Regions from separate parts of the Macaca mulatta genome. Here region 2 is linked to region 1. The links are chromatin contacts, called in public Hi-C maps. All regions are on one chromosome and are shown on one strand. Each heading gives the region's core, a stretch centred on a gene start, on an enhancer-like site or on the middle of the called end of the contact. The rest is flanking DNA. Distances are from core to core; before and after follow the strand shown.

What was found. A called contact is a pair of places that touch in the nucleus more often than the background predicts.
Region 2: a Hi-C map of CD4 T cells shows a contact between it and region 1, with 4 times the contacts expected there. The contact joins the promoter of C1D here to the promoter of DNAAF10 in region 1. A contact is called at or near these places in 2 of 14 Hi-C or Micro-C datasets (CD4 T cells and fetal cortex germinal zone).

Annotation. Positions count from the first base shown.
Region 1 is chr13:56,568,124-56,573,757 of T2T-MMU8v2.0, forward strand. It overlaps DNAAF10 (dynein axonemal assembly factor 10), which reads left to right and starts at 2,510. Exons shown (of 8, transcript NM_001261137.1): 1 at 2,510-2,774. The coding sequence starts at 2,592. It overlaps PNO1 (partner of NOB1 homolog), which reads right to left and starts at 2,112. Exons shown (of 7, transcript NM_001172108.1): 1 at 1,898-2,112; 2 at 1,510-1,659. The coding sequence starts at 2,104.
Region 2 is chr13:56,663,799-56,669,432 of T2T-MMU8v2.0, forward strand. It overlaps C1D (C1D nuclear receptor corepressor), which reads left to right and starts at 3,541. Exons shown (of 5, transcript NM_001193604.1): 1 at 3,541-3,592.

The sequences.
Region 1 (5,634 bases), core at 1,260-3,759:
TTCACAATCTAGTTGAGGAGACCATGTACTCAACAAATTTAAAACCATATGGGCTTGTGTAATGGCAAAGTCCCCGGGGCTTTCCCATTTAGAACTAGACCCTAGTTCCAATCCTACATGTGACCTTAGACAAGTCTCCTAGTTACTTTAGGTCTTGAGTTTTCTCATCAGTAAAATAAGGAGGTCAGAGGAGAAGATCCTGAGTGTTCCCTACTAGTATAATAGGAAGTTTCCCTTATTAGCCTGATGACTATGGCCAAGTTTCCTCACATCTTTAAGATGGGAATATCCTGAAGACTAAATGATGTAGAGCATGTTGTAATACCACTATGTGTCTGGTATATGGCAGCATCAATAAATGTTAGTGGAATCCAAAGTGATTATCCTGCAATAAATAGGACAGTAAAGCCCATGAAAAGTTTAGGCACTGAAGATATGACTGAAAAATGTACATTCTGGTATGAAACTGGCACCCAGAACAGAAAGCCCAAAGTAAATTAATTTTAAATGTCTAGTTCCTGGATTGACAGCATAGAATTTAAAATACACATATATAGGCCGGGCAGGGCAGCTCACGCCTGTAATCCCAGCACTTTGGGAGGCTGAGATGGGCGGATCACCTGAGGTCAGGAGTTCAAGACCAGCCTGGCCAACATGCTAAAACCCAGTCTCTACTAAAAATGCAAAAATTAGCCAGGTGTGGTAGCGGGCGCCTGTTAACAGTGAGCCGAGAGCGTGCCACTGCACGCCAGCTTGGGCGAAAGCGTAAAATTAAAAAAAAAATACACACACACACATATGTGCGTATGTTTCTTATCAAAATAATACAGTTTTATCAAAAAAGCACCATTAAAACACAGTCATGCACTGCATAATGACATTTTGATCAATGACCAACTGCTCATACCATGGTGGTCTCATAACAGTATAATGGAAAATATACAGAAATCTGATATATGGCACTGGACACTGGCAATGCAGGTCAAGTAGATGAAATGACTGATACTCAGTAATGGTGCTGGAACATTTGGTTTTCCATATGAAAAAATACATAAATATACACATACCATCTAGGTTTGTGTAAATACACTCTTCGCACAAGGACTAAGTCATCTTACAAAACATATCCCAGAACATATCCCCGACGCTGACTGTATACACTTCTTGTAAAGCAGCAAGTACTTATGTTCATTATTTACTTACTTCTGTTTATGACAATCTCTTTACTCGACCTTTTCTGAATTTGACACAGAACATTACAAAAGATACACAGAAGCATAGACAGTATTTTGGTATGATCTCAGAACTAATTTACAAATTCAATTAATATTTGTATCAAACGCAGATTTTTAAGGCATTTGGGAAGTTCAAACTCAATATGGTAAGTTTTTAAACTGGACAAAAACTATTCAACACAATAAGTCCCATTAACTAAAGTCTACTCACGCCTTTCCATCTCTGTAGGAGAGAAAGCCTGGTGTATTGGGAAATGGTTGAGATTTTCCTTACCCTGATTTCTACATTCCTTGATTTCAAGTTAAAGCGTATCTGAAGTCCCAAATGTTCCACAATAGGAGTAAATATCTTCATCCAGTTTTCTTTCAACGGTGTGTATCTGTTAGCTGGGACTGGAATTTTCCTTGTTTCTTCTTTTCCACTCTGTAATAAAAGAACACACAACTCAAAAGGCTATGGAGGGATGGTGATGGAGTTGTAAAATAACATCTGATCCATAAAGGGCTTCCTTTAACTGAACTAGTTACACTTCAGAGAATCACTTCTCTCTGAGCATCGCGGCAGAACAGCCCCACCGCAGCTTCAACATTCCCCAGAGGCCACCGGCTTGATCCGCGTCTGGCCCCTGCCTGGTTGCTGTCCTAGGGTCCTAGCCACATACCAGGAGCCCGTCCCCACAGAGGGGTGGGAAGACGGGCCTCTTCGCCGGCCTGGCCTCCTCTGTGTCCATCCGGCCCGCATCCCCGCCCTCTCCCGCTGCGGACAGCTGTTCAGCCTGTCGTTTCTTCGCCCGCCGGCCACCCTTACGGGTGACCTGGGTAAAGCCCTCCTCTGCCCCGGCGCTCTGCGCTTCCATTTCGGATTCCATCCCCCGGAATCTTAAGGCGCTTCCGGCTGAAACACGTGCCCTGCTGCACCGCGCAGGACCCAGCCTCCGTCAACTAACCCCGCAGCTCCGCCCCTTTCCTAAAACGTCACAGGCCGGGGACCTGCAGGATTTGGGGCCGGGGGAAAACGGGATTTCGGCTGTCCTAAGGTATGCCTGATGCTCATGGTCTCACTCTAGCCGTGCAACTCCGAGCTCAAGCATTTTATAATCTCTAATATGTATGTGTGCGAAAGGCAGTGGGTAAAGGCAATAAAGAAATTTGTGCTGTTGTGAAGGAACATTCTGTGCGATCGCCAGAGCGCATCTGGCATTATCTAGAGATAACTACAGCCAACTTCTTAGGGTATCTGGGGCAGAATACGGAAAGCGGGAGGGACAAATTGCCAATGTTTGGAGTCTGGTTTCCAGGTTAGTGTTTTGGGGGGCTTTGGGTGTGGCGGTTGTCAGAACTGAAATCGGCTGCACCATGTCGGCCTTCGAGAAGCCTCAGATCATCGCCCATATCCAGAAGGGCTTCAACTACACGGTGTTTGACTGTAAATGGGTGCCCTGCAGCGCCAAATTTGTGACCATGGGCAACTTCGCACGGGGCACCGGCGTCATTCAGCTGTACGAGATCCAGCACGGGGACCTGAAGCTGCTTCGAGAGGTGGGTGCCGGGTCGACGATCCGGACTGCCGTTGGGGGCGAGTGCGGATCCTGGGGTCTGCATTCCTCTTTGCCAGAGCCTTCGTCCAGCGTCCCCCAAAGCATGGCTTGAGCCGCGCGAGACCAGAGAAGCTGACCGCCGACTGAGGAATGTTTCCCATTTAAAACCTCTTTCTCATCCGCGGGGTAGTTCCTCCGCGCCCAACCCTCCTGCCACCCCGAGTGCAGTCCAGCCAAAGCGGGCGCCAGAATGCCTGCAGTGTGGTTGGAAGAGGCAACCTAACACATTCGGCAGGTATCAATTGAGTGCCTGGTATTCCTAGGCATGTGAATGGCAATGTCCCCGATCTCATGGAGTTTGTTTTCTCGTGGGAGAGATACTCAGTTCAATAATCAAAGCAACGATACATAAGTACAAACCGAGATGAGTCGTCTCACACAAAGGAACACGGTTACGGTTCAGTGAGAGTGAAAACAGGTTTGGGATGAGTGAAAACAGATTTTGGTATGTGCGGGAGCTAACTAGGCCAAACTAGGAGTAAAGGACACGGTTTCCAGGGCTTCTGCACATGCAGAAGCTCAGTGATGGGAAGAAGTTTATCCTCTTAAGAAACTAGAGGGATAAGCAGGAACCAGACATTGCAAGATCTGTAGGACATTCAAAGGAATTTATGCCTTTTTTCTAAGAAAAACGGGACACGATTGAAAGGATTTAAGCAGGGTGTGGAAAGATTAGGTTTACAACTTTTTGTTTTTGTTTTTTTTTTGAAGATTACTAGTGAAAGAATTAGAGAATAATGATAGTAACTAGCATTTTGTAGCTGTTTATCGTTTTTAAAAAGTCTTGATTTCGGTTACCTGAAAAAAAAAAGATCAGTCGTAGTCAGATCAGAGTTGTAATAGACTACAAGTGCAGGGTAGGTTAAGAACTCTGGGGATCAAAATCTATGGAGAAAATCGGCTTGAAGGAGGTAGGGATTAAACTGGTAGATAAAGGATGGATACAATTTGGACTGTTACGCCTGGAATAAAAAGTATGTAAGACCCCATTCCGCTTTAAATTTCCCTGAATGACAAACATGAAACATGGCTTATTCTTTTCTACCTTTCCTTATATTGTTCATCATTTAGCTTCCAGTAACCAGTGGCTTTTTTTTTTTTTTTTGGAGACAGGGTCTCAATCTGTCACCCAGCCCGGAGTGCTGTGGTGCAAACACAGCTCACTGTCGCTGCAACCTTCGCCTTCTCAGCTCAAGGAATCCTCCCACCCCAGCCTCCCAAGTAGCTAGGACTACAGGTGTGTGCCACCACACCTAATTATTTTGTACTTTTTTTTTTTTTTTTTTTTGGTAGAGATTGGCTTTTGCCATGCTGCCCAGGCTGGTCTCCGACTCCTGGGCTCAAGCAGTCTGCCTGCCTCGGCCTCCCATAATACTGGGATTACAGGCGTGAGCCACCAAGCCTGGCTACCTGTTGCTATTCTAATGTCCAGTTCAGATTATCTAATGTATGATGCCCTTCCTGATTTCTACACAAAGGAAAATTTCTTTACATTGCATTTTGGGTTGTTTTTGTTTTTTGTTGTTGTTGTTTAGAGATGGCGTAGCTCTGTCCCAGTCTGGAGTGCAGTGGTACTGTCATAGCTCATTGCAGCCTGGAACTCCTGGGCTCAAACCATCCTCCCACCTCTGCCTCCCAAAGTGCTGGATCAGGTGTGAACCACCATTAAAAAAAAAAGGCATTTAAAGGATTTATTCCTTTTTCTTTTCTCTTTCTTTTTCTTTTTCTTTTTTTTTTTTTAAGACGGAGTCTTGATCTGTCACCCAAGCTTGAGTGCAGTGGCGTGATCTTGGCTCACTGCAACCTCTGCCTCCCAGGTTCAAGTGATTCTCCTGCCTCAGCCTCCCTAGTAGCTGGGATTACAGGTGCCTGCCACCATGCCCAGCTAATTGTTTTGTATTTTTAGTGGAGATGGGGTTTCACCATGTTGGTCAGGCTGGTCTCGAACTCTGACCTCAGGTGATCCACTCAGCTCGGCCTCCCAAAGTGCTGGGATTACAGAGATGAGCCATCGCGCCTGGCCATTTATTCCTTTTTCAAAGAAAAATGGGACATGATTGTTTTTCTTTTTTCTTTTTTCTTTTTTTTGAGAGAGGGTCTCACTCTTGCCTAGGATGGAGTGCAGTGGCAGAATCAGGGCTCAGACTTGTGACTTTTTAAAATAAGAACAGGCCTGGTGCAGTGGCTAACGCCTGCAATCTCAACACTTTGAGAGGCAGAGGGGTGGATTGCTTGAGCCCAGGAATTCAAGACCAACCTGGGCAACATGGCGAAACCCTGTCTCTACTTTTTGTATAAAAAAGAATACAAAAATTAGCTGGGCATAGTGATGCGAGCTTGTAGTCCCAGCTACTTGGGAGGCTGTGGTGGGAGGATCTCTTGAGCCCAGGAGGTCAAGGCTACCATGTTCGCACCACTGCACTCCGCCCTGGGTGACAGAGAGAGACTCTGTCTCAAAAAATAATAAAATGAAAATATATGATTTGTACGTATTTCAAAACTACACTTACTCCATCAAGTGGAATAGAGTACTTTGTCTTTCGTAGCGACTCTGGGGAGTTTCAGCAAATTTTAAAAAGATAATTTTCTTTTGCAGGAAAAGTAATATGTATTCATGATAGAACATTTAGAAAATAGGAAAATGAAGAAAATATCACCCATAATCTCAATGCCAGGAATAACTACTAAGTGTATTTTCACCTGGATCCTTTAGATCTTTTTTTCTACCATGAATTAGATCTGAGAACACACTATTTCAAGGTACTGTGTTTAACAAGGACCAAAGATATTTAAAAGTTGAG
Region 2 (5,634 bases), core at 2,291-4,790, 97 kb after region 1:
CATGTAGTTGTGTGGTTTTGAGTGAGTTTCTTAATCCTGAGTTCTAGTTTGATTGCACTGTGGTCTGAGAGACAGTTTGTTATAATTTCTGTTCTTTTACATTTGCTGAGGAGTGCTTTACTTCCAACTATGTGGTCAGTTTTGGAAAAAGTGTGATGTGGTGCTGAGAAGAATGTATATTCTGTTGATTTGGGGTGGAGAGTTCTGTAGATGTCTATTAGGTCTGCTTGGTGCAGAGCTGAGTTCAATTCCTGGATATCCTTGTTAACTTTCTGTCTCATTGACCTGTCTAATATTGACAGTGGGGTGTTAAAGTTTCCCAGTATTATTGTGTGGGAGTCTAAGTCTCTTTATAGGTCTCTAAGGACTTGCTTTATGAATCTGGGTGCTCCTGTATTGGGTGCCTATATATTTAGGATAGTTAGCTCTTCTATTTGAACTGATCTATTTACCATTATGTAGTGGCCTTCTTTGTCTCTTTTGATCTTTGTTGGTTTAAAGTCTGTTTTATCAGAGATTAGGATTGCAACCCCTGCTTTTTTTTTGTTTTCCATTTGCTTGGTAGATCTTCCTCCATCCCTTTATTTTGAGCCTATGTGTGTCTCTGCACATGAGATGGGTCTCCTGAATACCGCACCTGATGGGTCCTGACTCTTTATCCAAACTGCCAGTCTGTGTCTTTTAATTGGAGCATTTAGCCCGTTTACATTTAAGGCTAATATTGTTATGTGTGAACTTAATCTTGTCATTATGATGTTAGCTGGTTATTCTGCTTGTTAGTTGATGCAGTTTCTTCCTAGCATTGATGGTCTTTACAATTTGGCATGTTTTTGCAGTGGCTGGTTCCAGTTGTTCCTTTCTGTGTTTAGTGCTTCCTTCAGGAGCTCTTGTAAGGCAGGCCTGGCGGTGACAAAATCTCTCAGCATTTGTTTGTTTGTAAAGGATTTTATTTCTCCTTCCTTTATGAAGCTTAGTTTGGGTGGATATGATATTCTGGGTTGAAAATTCTTTTCTTTAAGAATGTTGAATATTGGCCCCCACTCTCTTCTGGTTTGTAGAGTTTCTGCCGAGAGATCTGCTATTAGTCTGATGGGCTTCCCTTTGTGGGTAACCCAACCTTTCTCTCTGGCTGCCCTTAACATTTTTTCCTTCATTTCAACTTCGGTGAATCTGATAGTGATGTGTCTTGGAGTTGCTCTTCTCAAGGAGTATCTTTGTGGTGTTCTCTGTATTTCCTGAATTTGCATGCTGGCCAGCTTTGCTAGATTGGGGAAGTTCTCCTGAATAATGTCCTGAAGAGTGTTTTCCAACTTGGTTCCATTCTCCCCGTCACTTTCAGGTACACAAATCAGATGTAGATTTGGTCGTTTCACATAGTCCCATATTTCTTGGAGGCTTTGTTCATTTCTTTTTATTCTTTTTTCTCTAAACTTCTCATTTCATTTCATTCATTTGATCTTCAATCACTGATACTGTTTCTTCCACTTGATCAAATCGGCTACTGAAGCTTGTGCATGTGTCACATAGTTCTTGTGCCATGGTTTTCAGCTCCATCAGGTCATTTAAGGACTTCTCTACACTGTTTTTTCTAGTTAGTCATTCGTTTAATCTTTCTTCAGGTTTTTAGCTCTTTGCGATGGGTTTGAACATCCTCCTTTAGCTCGGAGAAGTTTGTTACTACTGATCATCTGAAGCCTTCTTCTCTCAACTTTTCAAAGTCATTCGCCATCCAGCTTTGTTCCATTGCTGGCGAGGAGCTGTGTTCCTTTGGAGGAGAAGAGACACTCTGATTTTTAGAATTTTCAGCTTTTCTGCTCTGATTTCTCCCCATCTTTGTGGTTTTATCTACCTTTGGTCTTTGATGATGGTGACATACAGATGGGGTTTTGGTGTGGATGTCCTTCCTGTTTGTTAGTTTTCCTTCTAACAGCCAGGACCCTCAGCTGCAGGTCTGCTGGAGTTTGCTGGAGGTCCACTCCAGACCTTGTTTACCTGGGAATCACCAGCAGAGGCTGCAGAACAGCAAATGTTGCTGCCTGATCCTTCCCCTGGAAGCTTCATCTCAGAGGGGCACCCACCTGTATGAATTGTTAGTTGGCCCCTACAGAGAGGTGTCTCCAGTTAGGCTACTCAGGGGTCAGGGACCCACTTGAGGAGGCAGTCTGTCCGTTCTCAGATCTCAAACTCCGCGCTGGGAGAAGCAGTACTCTCTTCAAAGCTGTCAGATAGGGACGTTTAAGTCTGCAGAAGTTTCTGCTGTCTTTTTTTCAGTTATGCCCCACCCCCAGAGGTGGAGTCTACAGAGGCAGGCAGGCTTCCTTGAGCTGCGGTGGGCTCCACCCAGTTCCAGCTTCCCAGCCACTTTGTTTACCTACTCAAGCCACAGTAATGGCAGATGTCCCTCCCTGAGCCTCGCTGCTGCCTTGCAGTTCGATCTCAGACTGCTGTGCTAGCAGTGAGCAAGGCTCTGTGGGTGTGGGACCCTCCGATCCTGGCACGGGATATAATCTCCTGGTGTGCCGTTTGCTAAGACCGCTGGAAAAATGCAGTATTAGGGTGGGAGTGTACTGATTTTCCAGTTATGGTCTATCACGGTTTCCCTTTGCCAGGAAAGGGAATTCCCGGACCCCTTGTGCTTCCCAGGTGAGGTCATGCCCCGCCCTGCTCTGTGGGCTCCACCCACTGTCTGAGAAGCCCTAGTGAGATGAACTTGGTACCTCAGTTGGAAATGCAGAAATCACCTGTCTTCTGCCTCACTCACACTGGGAGCTGCAGATTGGAGCTGTTCCTATTCGGCCATCTTGTGACCTCCCCCAAACTTTAAATATTACATACATGGTGCTTGTTCAAAATGCTTTTACATGCATTTAATATATGGACAACTCAGGCATAAATTTTTATCAAATTATGATCATGGAATGACAAGTTACAAATGTTAAGACAATGCTCAATCGCTTATACTAAACTTTCAACGAACAATATGTACAGTTTCTGTTAATGCCTTTATTTTCTATTATGTTTCTTCTGATTGCATACGTTGAAATGCAATTTTACATTTACTGAAACTAATAATAAAAAATTTGGGCTTGTATTTTGCACATATTTTCCCCATTTTTCTACTAATTCATTTTTACTGTATTATAGAAGTATCTTTTACTGACAGATTGGAAAAACAACCCATTCTTCCCCACGGATAATCTGGGAAGCTGCTCTAAGACGCTGATCTTGAGGCAGACAATAAAAGCGTAGTAACAGTGAGGGCCCTGGAAAAGCTCCCGGGAAAGTAAAAATACAAAGTTTCAGTAACTAAGATTTCTTTCCTGGTTAAATACACTCAACCTGTATTTGGGCTGAGTGTTGGCCGGGTACAAATGTAGACAAAGGTTCCCAGAGTGCCGCCGCAATCCTCTCCCACAACATGGCCCCGAGCTACTCATTTCGAGATTTGCCTTTAGAGAAGAGCGAAGGAGCGGGGGCGTGGCGAGCAGCGTGAGATAATCGGAAAGCGCCCCTCGGCGCGGGCACAGCCGGCGCGTCATTGTCGTCATCGTTGCCCGACCGCTTTCCGGAGACTGTAGTCGAAGGCCCTGAGGTATTTTTCAAAGTTGTACTTTCAGTTTTTCTCCTCCTCCTGTTTAACTCCGCTTTTCCTCTCCTGGGATTCCCCTGTAATCCTCTGGGCAGACTGAGAGAATCGGAGTTTGGCTGCATAGCCTTCCAGGAATGCAGTGTCTCACAGCTCTTCGCTGGGGCAGCATTGCTGCAGGTCCCCCACTTCCGCTTGTTTTGGGGCTGCTTGCAGGCTTTGGCTTACCCCGGCCCCTCATTTCTCTCTCTTGCTCCGGTCTTTCTCTTTTTCTTCGTTTGTTAACCACCCCCTTCTCAACTCTTGGAAGACGAAAAAATTAAAAACAACAACAACAAAAAAAACATGACTTCACAATTTTCAGCTGTCTTCAAATCTTGCGTAAGGAGAGAGGCTAAAGTGGGACGTCTAGGGGAGTCACTTTACTGTGTTAGCTCCGTTTATCATTCACATTCACAGACTGCCTGCCGCTGCAGTATTAGCCCGTCTGAGATAGTGGGCTAATTTCGACCTTTAGCTGAAATCTGTGGTGGGTAATCCAAGAGAGCAGTTTTTCTTGATGACCCGGGAAAGTTCAGTGTAACTAAAACTTGCTTGAAAATACCTTTAATGTCTTCATGTTTGCTGAATACAATTCAGTTTTGGCTTGATACAGACTTATTTGTCGCAATGAGATGTCTGCTATCCACTTATTAACCCATTGGTACTGTCTGATGGTAGACAGAACCAAGACTTAACCGTGATTTTTAAAAAAATTAAATTTAAAATTTTTGTGGTTACATAGTAGGTGTATATATTTATGGGGTACACGAGATGTTTTGATACAGGCAGGCAATGTGTAATAATCACATGGAAAATGGGGCATCCATCCCTTCAGGCACTTACCCTTTGTGTTACAAACAATCCAATTATACTTTTAGTTATTTAACCCTGTATTTTTGATTCAAAATTAACAGATTAGCCCTGTCGAAGTACAGAGAAGTATTTGCGTTTAGTGGAAATGATAGAACTCATTGTTTTGTTGAAAGATAATGATAAGTGTGAATAATGGTTTTTCAAAATAAAACAAAATTCTCAGTCAAAAGATACTACAGCTGCCTTCAGTTAGCTGTGTTGTATGTATCACAGTTCAGAAGTAATGCAATTTTTTTTCTTAACTGCTTTTACCTTTTCAAATGGCTCTTCATATGTATTATCTCAGCTACTGTTTCCAAACAGTTGACCCTTCAAGCATAGCTCTACATAGTCCACAATGGATTAGAGTATTTGATAACTTTCACTTTTGGTAAAATACTATCTAATGTATTGAGGGCTGAGCCAGGCCCTGTTCTGATGGCTTTTATCTATATTATTTATTTAATCTATGCAGCAACCCCATATACTGTTATTTAAGAAATGAGGTGATTGTAATAAGCCACTTCCATATGTTTTGGAAGGTAATTTTGCTGCTTGATCGCTGTAATTTTGGAAATGCTTTGAATTAAACACTGAATAGAAGTAAATTTAATCTAATGTAGTTATTCATCTCAATCTTGAGCAATATCCTCATAATTTATATACTCCTCTATTATTAGACTTCTGGATACATTTATTTTTAGATGTTAATATCTTTTTTAGAAAAGGAAGAAGTCTGTATGTACTCAGGAATTGTACTGTGAGACTGAAGGAGAGTCACAGACAATACTAACATGGAGTCACTGTTTGCCCAAGACAGCAATATTTATTGAGAACTTGTGTGTACATTTCATTGTTATTTTCTCCTGAGATAATGCAGTGCAAAAAAGCCATTCCAGTAATTCATTACGAGTGATAGAATTCTGGTGCAGCAACAGCAAGTGGCTCTCAAGTTCCAAAACACAATCATGTTGGATTTATTCTCAAGCTTAGTTCATAACTGTGTATAATTATTTGGTGTAGAGATGGGAAGAGCCCCAGAACGTACATGATCATATGTTTGTTTGGATCCATGTGGTGACTTTCTATTATCTGTAAGCTCAAACTGTAATCTGATATTAAGAGTTTCCAAAATTAGGTCTTAGGTTACTTTG